Linked DNA regions of Rattus norvegicus: region 2 is linked to region 1. A link is a contact called in public Hi-C data. All regions are on one chromosome and are shown on one strand. Each heading gives the region's core, a stretch centred on a gene start, on an enhancer-like site or on the middle of the called end of the contact. The rest is flanking DNA. Distances are from core to core; before and after follow the strand shown.

What was found. A called contact is a pair of places that touch in the nucleus more often than the background predicts.
Region 2: a Hi-C map of liver shows a contact between it and region 1, with 3 times the contacts expected there. The contact joins two enhancer-like sites. A contact is called at or near these places in 12 of 12 Hi-C or Micro-C datasets (the A7r5 cell line, the Rat2 cell line, Schwann cells and 7 more) and 1 of 1 datasets of contacts at active chromatin or transcription factors (oligodendrocytes).

The regions. Positions count from the first base shown.
Region 1 is chr1:212,516,747-212,519,969 of GRCr8, reverse strand. LOC120097382 (a long non-coding RNA gene) reads right to left here. Exons shown (of 5, transcript XR_010061180.1): 1 at 491-3,223. LOC120097381 (a long non-coding RNA gene) reads left to right here. Exons shown (of 2, transcript XR_005494725.2): 2 at 1-2,664. Among named protein-coding and RNA genes, the nearest start is that of Scyl1, 29 kb to the right of the region's middle. Within about 2 kb of position 1,944, at least 46 of the 93 cell types and tissues checked have an H3K27ac peak or open chromatin away from gene starts, as enhancers often do. A contact at or near this core is called in Schwann cells and liver, where this site is marked.
Region 2 is chr1:212,563,057-212,566,209 of GRCr8, reverse strand. It overlaps LOC120097382 (a long non-coding RNA gene), which reads right to left. Exons shown (of 5, transcript XR_010061180.1): 3 at 2,342-3,153; 4 at 2,117-2,201; 5 at 1-409. Among named protein-coding and RNA genes, the nearest start is that of Frmd8, 29 kb to the left of the region's middle. Within about 2 kb of position 1,374, at least 85 of the 93 cell types and tissues checked have an H3K27ac peak or open chromatin away from gene starts, as enhancers often do. A contact at or near this core is called in Schwann cells and liver, where this site is marked.

The DNA of each region.
Region 1 (3,223 bases), core at 695-3,194:
TAGACGAATCACGAATTCCCTAGACTCAAATCCCCGCCTGTAATTTAGGTGACTCAAGTTTTCGTCTTTTCAGAACTAAAATTCTAAAAAATTTCCAGGCCCAAAGCCTCCATCAAGTGTGTATCTAAAGGGAACGGTTTGCACTCAGTAACATTCCATTCTTTAGGGCTTTTTACAGACAGAAAAAGAAAAGTAGGGCAGCTTTGCAAGGGTCAGTTGAAAGCTGCATAAACAAGCCCCGGGCTTGGTAGCATACAGCTTTAATCCCAGTACTTGGATAAGGACCTGAGTTCGAGGCCAGCCTGGTCGACAGAGTGGGTTCTAGGATAGCCAAGGCTACACAGATAAACCTTGTCTCAGGAAAAATAAATAAGCAAGTGAGCGAGCGAGTTTAAACTGGCCATGGTTAGAGCCCCACCTCAATATAAGGGGGCCTCTCTCCTTTAGTTTTAGGAATAGAGTATTCGTGTAATTTCATGTTATTACTGACCATATCCTCTTAAAGCCTCCCTATTTGCAGGTCCTGGAACGTAGATCTGGGGAGTCGGTGCCGCCAGCCAGTCTTGTGATTGCTAGCTCTGGACTTCTGTGTGCCCCGGAGCGCTGTTTCACATGACTCCCCTGGCTTCTCTAAAAACAGAGGTTATAGCCTCCAGGTTACAGGATCAACCCGAGACTCGCTTCCCTTGAAAATTCTAGAATATAGAGTAAACGTAGAAGCATTCAAAGTATGTATGGTAATACTTAATGGATGACATAGACACCAAAAAAAAGCCAGCTCAGTGGGCCCCGTAGGTTGCATTAAGGGACGACCAGGAAACGGCAGCACAGCCACCGGCAGCCGCCCTGCCCCCACACCAGTCATTCCCGCACCTAGATCCAGGCGCTGGGGGCGGGGCGGGGCGCGCCTGCGCAGCGAAGCTCTGCGGCAACAACTTTGCCTAGACCGGCTGGAACCGGTTAGAACCGGCCGCGCCCGACCGGCCGCCCGCTCCCGATTCTGCGCTTCACAAAGGGAGGCGGCGACTCACGACCTGCGTATCCTTGCGCGTCCCCACCCCCGCCCCCCACCCCCACCCCCCTTGTCCCTGTGGCATTCGCGTTCCTTCCCGCCGTCTCCCTCGCGGGCCGCTTCTCTGCGCCTGGTGATCCTTTCGCCATGGTCCTCTGGAGAAAGAAAAAATCTTTAATTTCTAGGGACGTCCTTTCCTGTACGTCGTAATTGTAGAAAGGCATGAGAACAGGAAGCCTAAAGTAGTGTACATCTCGAAACCCAGCCACTGTGGGGCTGTGGGGGTTGTGCTCCGCATGGCCGCCAAGGTCACTGTGTCCTCACAAGCAGCGACCGTCGCTTTGCTAGCCTGAGATCATGGCACCACAGCCTTGGGTCAGGGGTCGTCTGCTGGGCTTTGCTAGTTTGGAACGAGGACCTGGCAGCCTAAATGGCTGACGTTTGCAAGCACCAAAGCACTCGTTAACCAAGGCTCAGAATAAAGTTCTCGTGGGCAGCCGGGGACTGCAGATCGTCCTACAGGTGGATGTTCTCAGCATCCCGAGCCTAAGCCAGTACTAAGCAAAGTGCTATCACCTCAGGAACAACTCGCAGGGCCAGGTCATTTTCGAGAAACCTCCATTTTGTTTATGAAAATGGCTGCCGCTCCGGGAGTCACAAAATAAAGGAAACTGTGTTAGTCATGTTTTTCATCTTGTGACTCAAACTTTTAAACTATTTGTACTTGCTGGTACAACTTTAATATTTCTCTGTATTAGCAAGGTCCCGAGGCCCACGCACCATCAGGAAAAATCTAGAAACTTGGAAGTAGGGCTCTATTTTTAACTCTCTGAGGAACTATTTTTCTTCCTTCACCGAGGCGGTGGAGGGTTACTAGGTTCCGGTGGAGTGACGTGTCCCTTCGCAATAAAAAGGGAGCTCCGAGCCTTGCGTCAGGCATTCAGGCAGCGAGCACAGGCACCTGGTGAGGCAGGAGACTCAGCCTGAGGCATTCGCAGATAAGTTTCTATTTAAAAAGATTTAAAAGGAAACTAGAACTCTAAACTTAATAGAGTAGCTTACTGAGATAATAATATTTTAATATTAAGATTTTAAAAGAAAAGTATGGAGGTTTATTTAAACAATTTGAAAAAGGAAAAGAGAAAAATTTTTGTACCACCAGATGGAGGCTGACCTGAGGCGTTTATTCAGAGTAGTTTAGAAGATTGTAAAAGGGAGCAATTGTGGAGTTTCAAAGGTTCTAGCTTGAGGGTCAGCCTTGTTAGGTGTACTTTTAAACGAAGGTTACCTAAACAGAATCTAAATGGCTTTTTAAAATTGTAAAGTTGTAGATAATAGTTTGAAAATGAGATGTAGTTTAAAAAGATTGAAAAAAGTAAGTTGAAGGGCCGTTATAAGAGTCGACTGTCGCATGTACGAAGGCATGAGTTGGAAACGGGGAATGGAAGTGGTAGGGTTAGTATTTTGAGAAAGAAGATTAGAAAATGGAAGTGGAAAAATGAAGACAAGTTCAGGAAGGTGAAGAAAAGCTGTAGAGAAGATAGGAAAATAGAAGACCGAAGAATCATTAGAAGACAGAAAAGGTATTTAAACACACAGGTAGGAAGAAAACTAGAAGATAGAAAAAAAGCAAGATAGAAAGACAAAAGGAAGTTCAGACAACTTTGGATGCCAGCATTCAAGATAGGCAAAGAAGATAAGATCAAGACCAAAAGGTTGGATAAGGTTAAATCTCAGAAATAAAGTCAGAAGGAAATTATTTTTAAAGCCATAAATTCAAGTTTCTGATGGAGCCCAGCAGTTTAGAAGTGTCTGTAGACAGCCATTTTACAAGAGTGAAGCTAGCAGTCAAAGCTACAACTGAAGTAATTAAAAAGGCAGAATGCGTTTGAAAAGTTAGAAGAATATTAGAAGCCTTAACTTGTAGCTTAATTTTGTTTTGAGAACAAAAGGACTTTTGATAACAATTTCAAGATTGTCAGCATTTTGCATTGGACTTGAGCTGAGGTGCTTTAAAAGTGTTAACGACTAGCATTGGCAGCCGACCAAGGTCTACACAGAAGTGGATTCAGTGAACCTAGGAAGACAGGAGTCCCGAAGCCAGTTTGGTGAAGCTAGGAAGGACTGAGCAGCCAGCAGCAGCAGGTCATGGTGAAGATAGCCCAGGAAACAGTGCGGTTCGTTGGAGGAAGCTAGGAAGAAGGAGCCGAA
Region 2 (3,153 bases), core at 125-2,624, 47 kb before region 1:
TCCTGGCATGGCCCTGCCTTTTGGACCCACCTGGAGCACCGTCCCTTCTCACTATTCCAAGAGTTTTTGTAGGAAACCCTGAGTCTGCCTGTGTTTGAAAACAACAGGACTGAGCTGACTTCCAAAGAGGATGACAAGGCCAGTGGGGGCTGCCCACGTCCTTGAGAAGGATATTGGAGAGTGGGCCCCCACCAAGGACCATGGGATATTACAAAGAGACCCCATTTTGCTCTTTCCCCTCCATCCCAGAATCCCATAGCTGGCTGGGAAGGGACTTGCCACAGACACAGGGCAAGCTCAGATGGAGTCACCTTCAGCCCCACCCACAGCCTTGTTTACAGCCATCTCCAGGAAACAGCTCCATTGGGGAAGTTGCTCTGCCCTTGTCCTTCAGCAGGGTGGAGGTCATCTGTGGAGGAAGAGAGCTTGGTGTACGGACACCAACAAAAGGTGGACACAGCCCCCAAAAACACTGTTCCCTCTCACCTCCTCCCTCAAAAACACTGTTCCCAAGGAAAACTGTCCTTGAAAACCAGGAACCCCTGACACTGCCATATTGCCCTTGAGGAATGGGGACAGTCACCGGGTCGCTAGCACAGGAATGCTTCATTTGCCCAAGACCAAGCAGCCCAGTTTCACACAGCCCTAGGTGGCACCAATGAACTCTACTCCTACTAATTAAAAGAAAAAGAAAAAAAGAAGTCTCAAAAGCTGTCCCTGGGACCGAGGAATGATATGTAAGGGAAATTTTGAGATCAGAGGTAAAGAAAACACCATCGGCTCTGAGGGTGATTGAACAATTGCCCAAGCACCTCAAAGGCAGAAAGAAAAAGACTGACTCCACGGTCTAGGCCAGCGAAGCCACAGGGAAGCCTCCCCCTCCGGCTTGGTTTCATAGCCGCCCCCTGGCTTTCTAGAACATTTTGACAAGCAACTCCCTGTTCTTGCAGGCCGTCACCACCACCCACCACCCACGCCTGGAACTGATGCCAGGGAACATTACACCAGAGGGGACAAAGGCAGACACAATGGTAAATGTAATCCCAGCACTAGAAGTTGAGGCAGGAGGATTGCCAAGATGTACAGCCCAGTATGGGACAATTATGAGACCCTTTCTAGAATTCAAAAAAAAAAAAAAAAGGAAGATAAATAAAAGGTGGCTAGGTCAGCCCTTGGAGAAGAGTGAGGGGTAGAAATCTACGGGGCATAAGAACCAGCGAACAAGCCAGCGCTTGCCACATAATCACCCTCAGTACTGCTGGTCATATGAGAGAGAGTCACCAGTTTTCCGGGAACGGGAGGAGGGTGCAGGCGAGGCCTGGCCTTGCCTTCAGATTCCATATGCTAGAGGCAGGAGAACAACCCCCTCCTTTCCTCCTCCGGTTGCTAAGGGAGCCTGTTGTCACAGGGTGGTTTTGTTTGTAGTGTGGGTGTTGAGCTGGGAGGAGACTTCCGGGCAGTAATTCTGCCAGCTGCCCTTTTCATTTTGCTTACTTGAGCTGGCCTTCCAGATTTTTTTTTTTTTATTTTGGGGTGTGTGGAGGCAGGTGGCAGAAGAGCCGAGATGCCTCTTGGCGGGCGGGGGGCGGGGAGTGGGTTTCAGACTGTCCTGGCTCCTCACTGGCATGGGTGGCGACAGTTTCCTTTTTCAAAACCCACACTAAACCCTTGTTTAGTGGACAAGGTCTGCTTTTGGACCTGGCCTGAACCCCACCCCAAGTGGACAGGCAGCCTGGCTCCCCCAGTAGTCATTAAACCCACTCCCTGGATTCCATCATAAACTGTCAAAGAGAAATGCAGCTTAAAAATATTTTTCTCACCATACCACACCCAAAAGCAAAATGATTTGAAAAAACAACTTATCTGTGTTGCGCGCTCTTCAATCATACACATTACATACGCACACTCATTCTATAGCTTGCAACCAACCACCTTTCCCGCATAGATTAACCTCAGACCCAATTAAGCATTCCACCCAAGCTGCTGGGCTAATTCTTCCCCACCCCCACCCTGCGGCTGCTCGCACTGACGTCATCCCCTCCCTCCCGCAGCAAGCAGTGGCAACGCCCGAGAAGTCATGCGCTCCGGCCCTCCCCACCCCCCATGCCTGACTCACCACCGCAGAGATCCCTCCGCCACTCGGTGGAATTTTCCAGGCGCTCTGCCGGCCCTACTTTCGAGCCTCATCGGGGCGTGGTGACCTGAGGCGACCCGTGTACTTTTCCTTTCTGCCCAGCCAGTTGATGTGGCCCTACCCCCCAACAGCCGACCCTACCCTTCTGGAAGCGGTCACGTCTGCCCACCCCAGCCGCAAAGGGGACTTATCCCTGGTGGTATTCACCTCCCAAGTGTCATTTTCAGTTGTGTTTTTCATCCCATGACACACCGCCAAGGAGAAAAGGATCGTTGAGCAATCTGAGGGAGTGGCCGTTGATGGAGGCCATGACCCGCCCCTCGTGGGCTCCTTTGGCTAGGTCGGGGAGGAACTTTTTTTTTTAAGTGTCCGTGGAGGAATCGTTCCGTTTAGCAATGTTCGGGTGACGCGACACAAGACTATAAAACCAAAGTTGGGGCCTCCACCTGCAGGAGTTAGTGACAAGGAGGGCCGGGGCTTGGGTCTAGTTGGAGGGGAGGCAGTGGCCAGTTCAGGGCTCAGATGAGAGAGTTAGCCGAGTTAGGGGCAGCTACTAGGATGGGGGCAGGAGGAGAAGCGGGGCTAACTATAAAGAAGACTAGATTTCGGGACAGTGGGTATGTGGAAGGCAGCTTTCAAACCGCCCTTGTCAAACAACACAGGGCCAGCAGCCTTCAAGACCAGGCTATCCCTGCCGTCTGCTGGCATGGGGGCACTTGTACCGTCCAGGAGGGTACAAGTTTCACAGGCCTACATGGGGCCAATGTCCTAGCGTGAGTGGCAGAGCAGCAGTAGACTCTTGGGCCCTCGAGGCACTGAAAATGAAAGAAGACAGACAGGGAGGGCAGGGACTAGGTGGCAGTGGAGGTCGACTTTGAACTTGACAATACCAGCAAATCGCTTTTTTTCCAGATAAGGGGTTGTGAACCCACCTGGGGATGAGGCCTGGTCTTATGGAAAGTGGACTTAGCTTCGCTGGGCTAGGCCGACAGCTGTGGCCCAGGGTGGTATGTAATTTG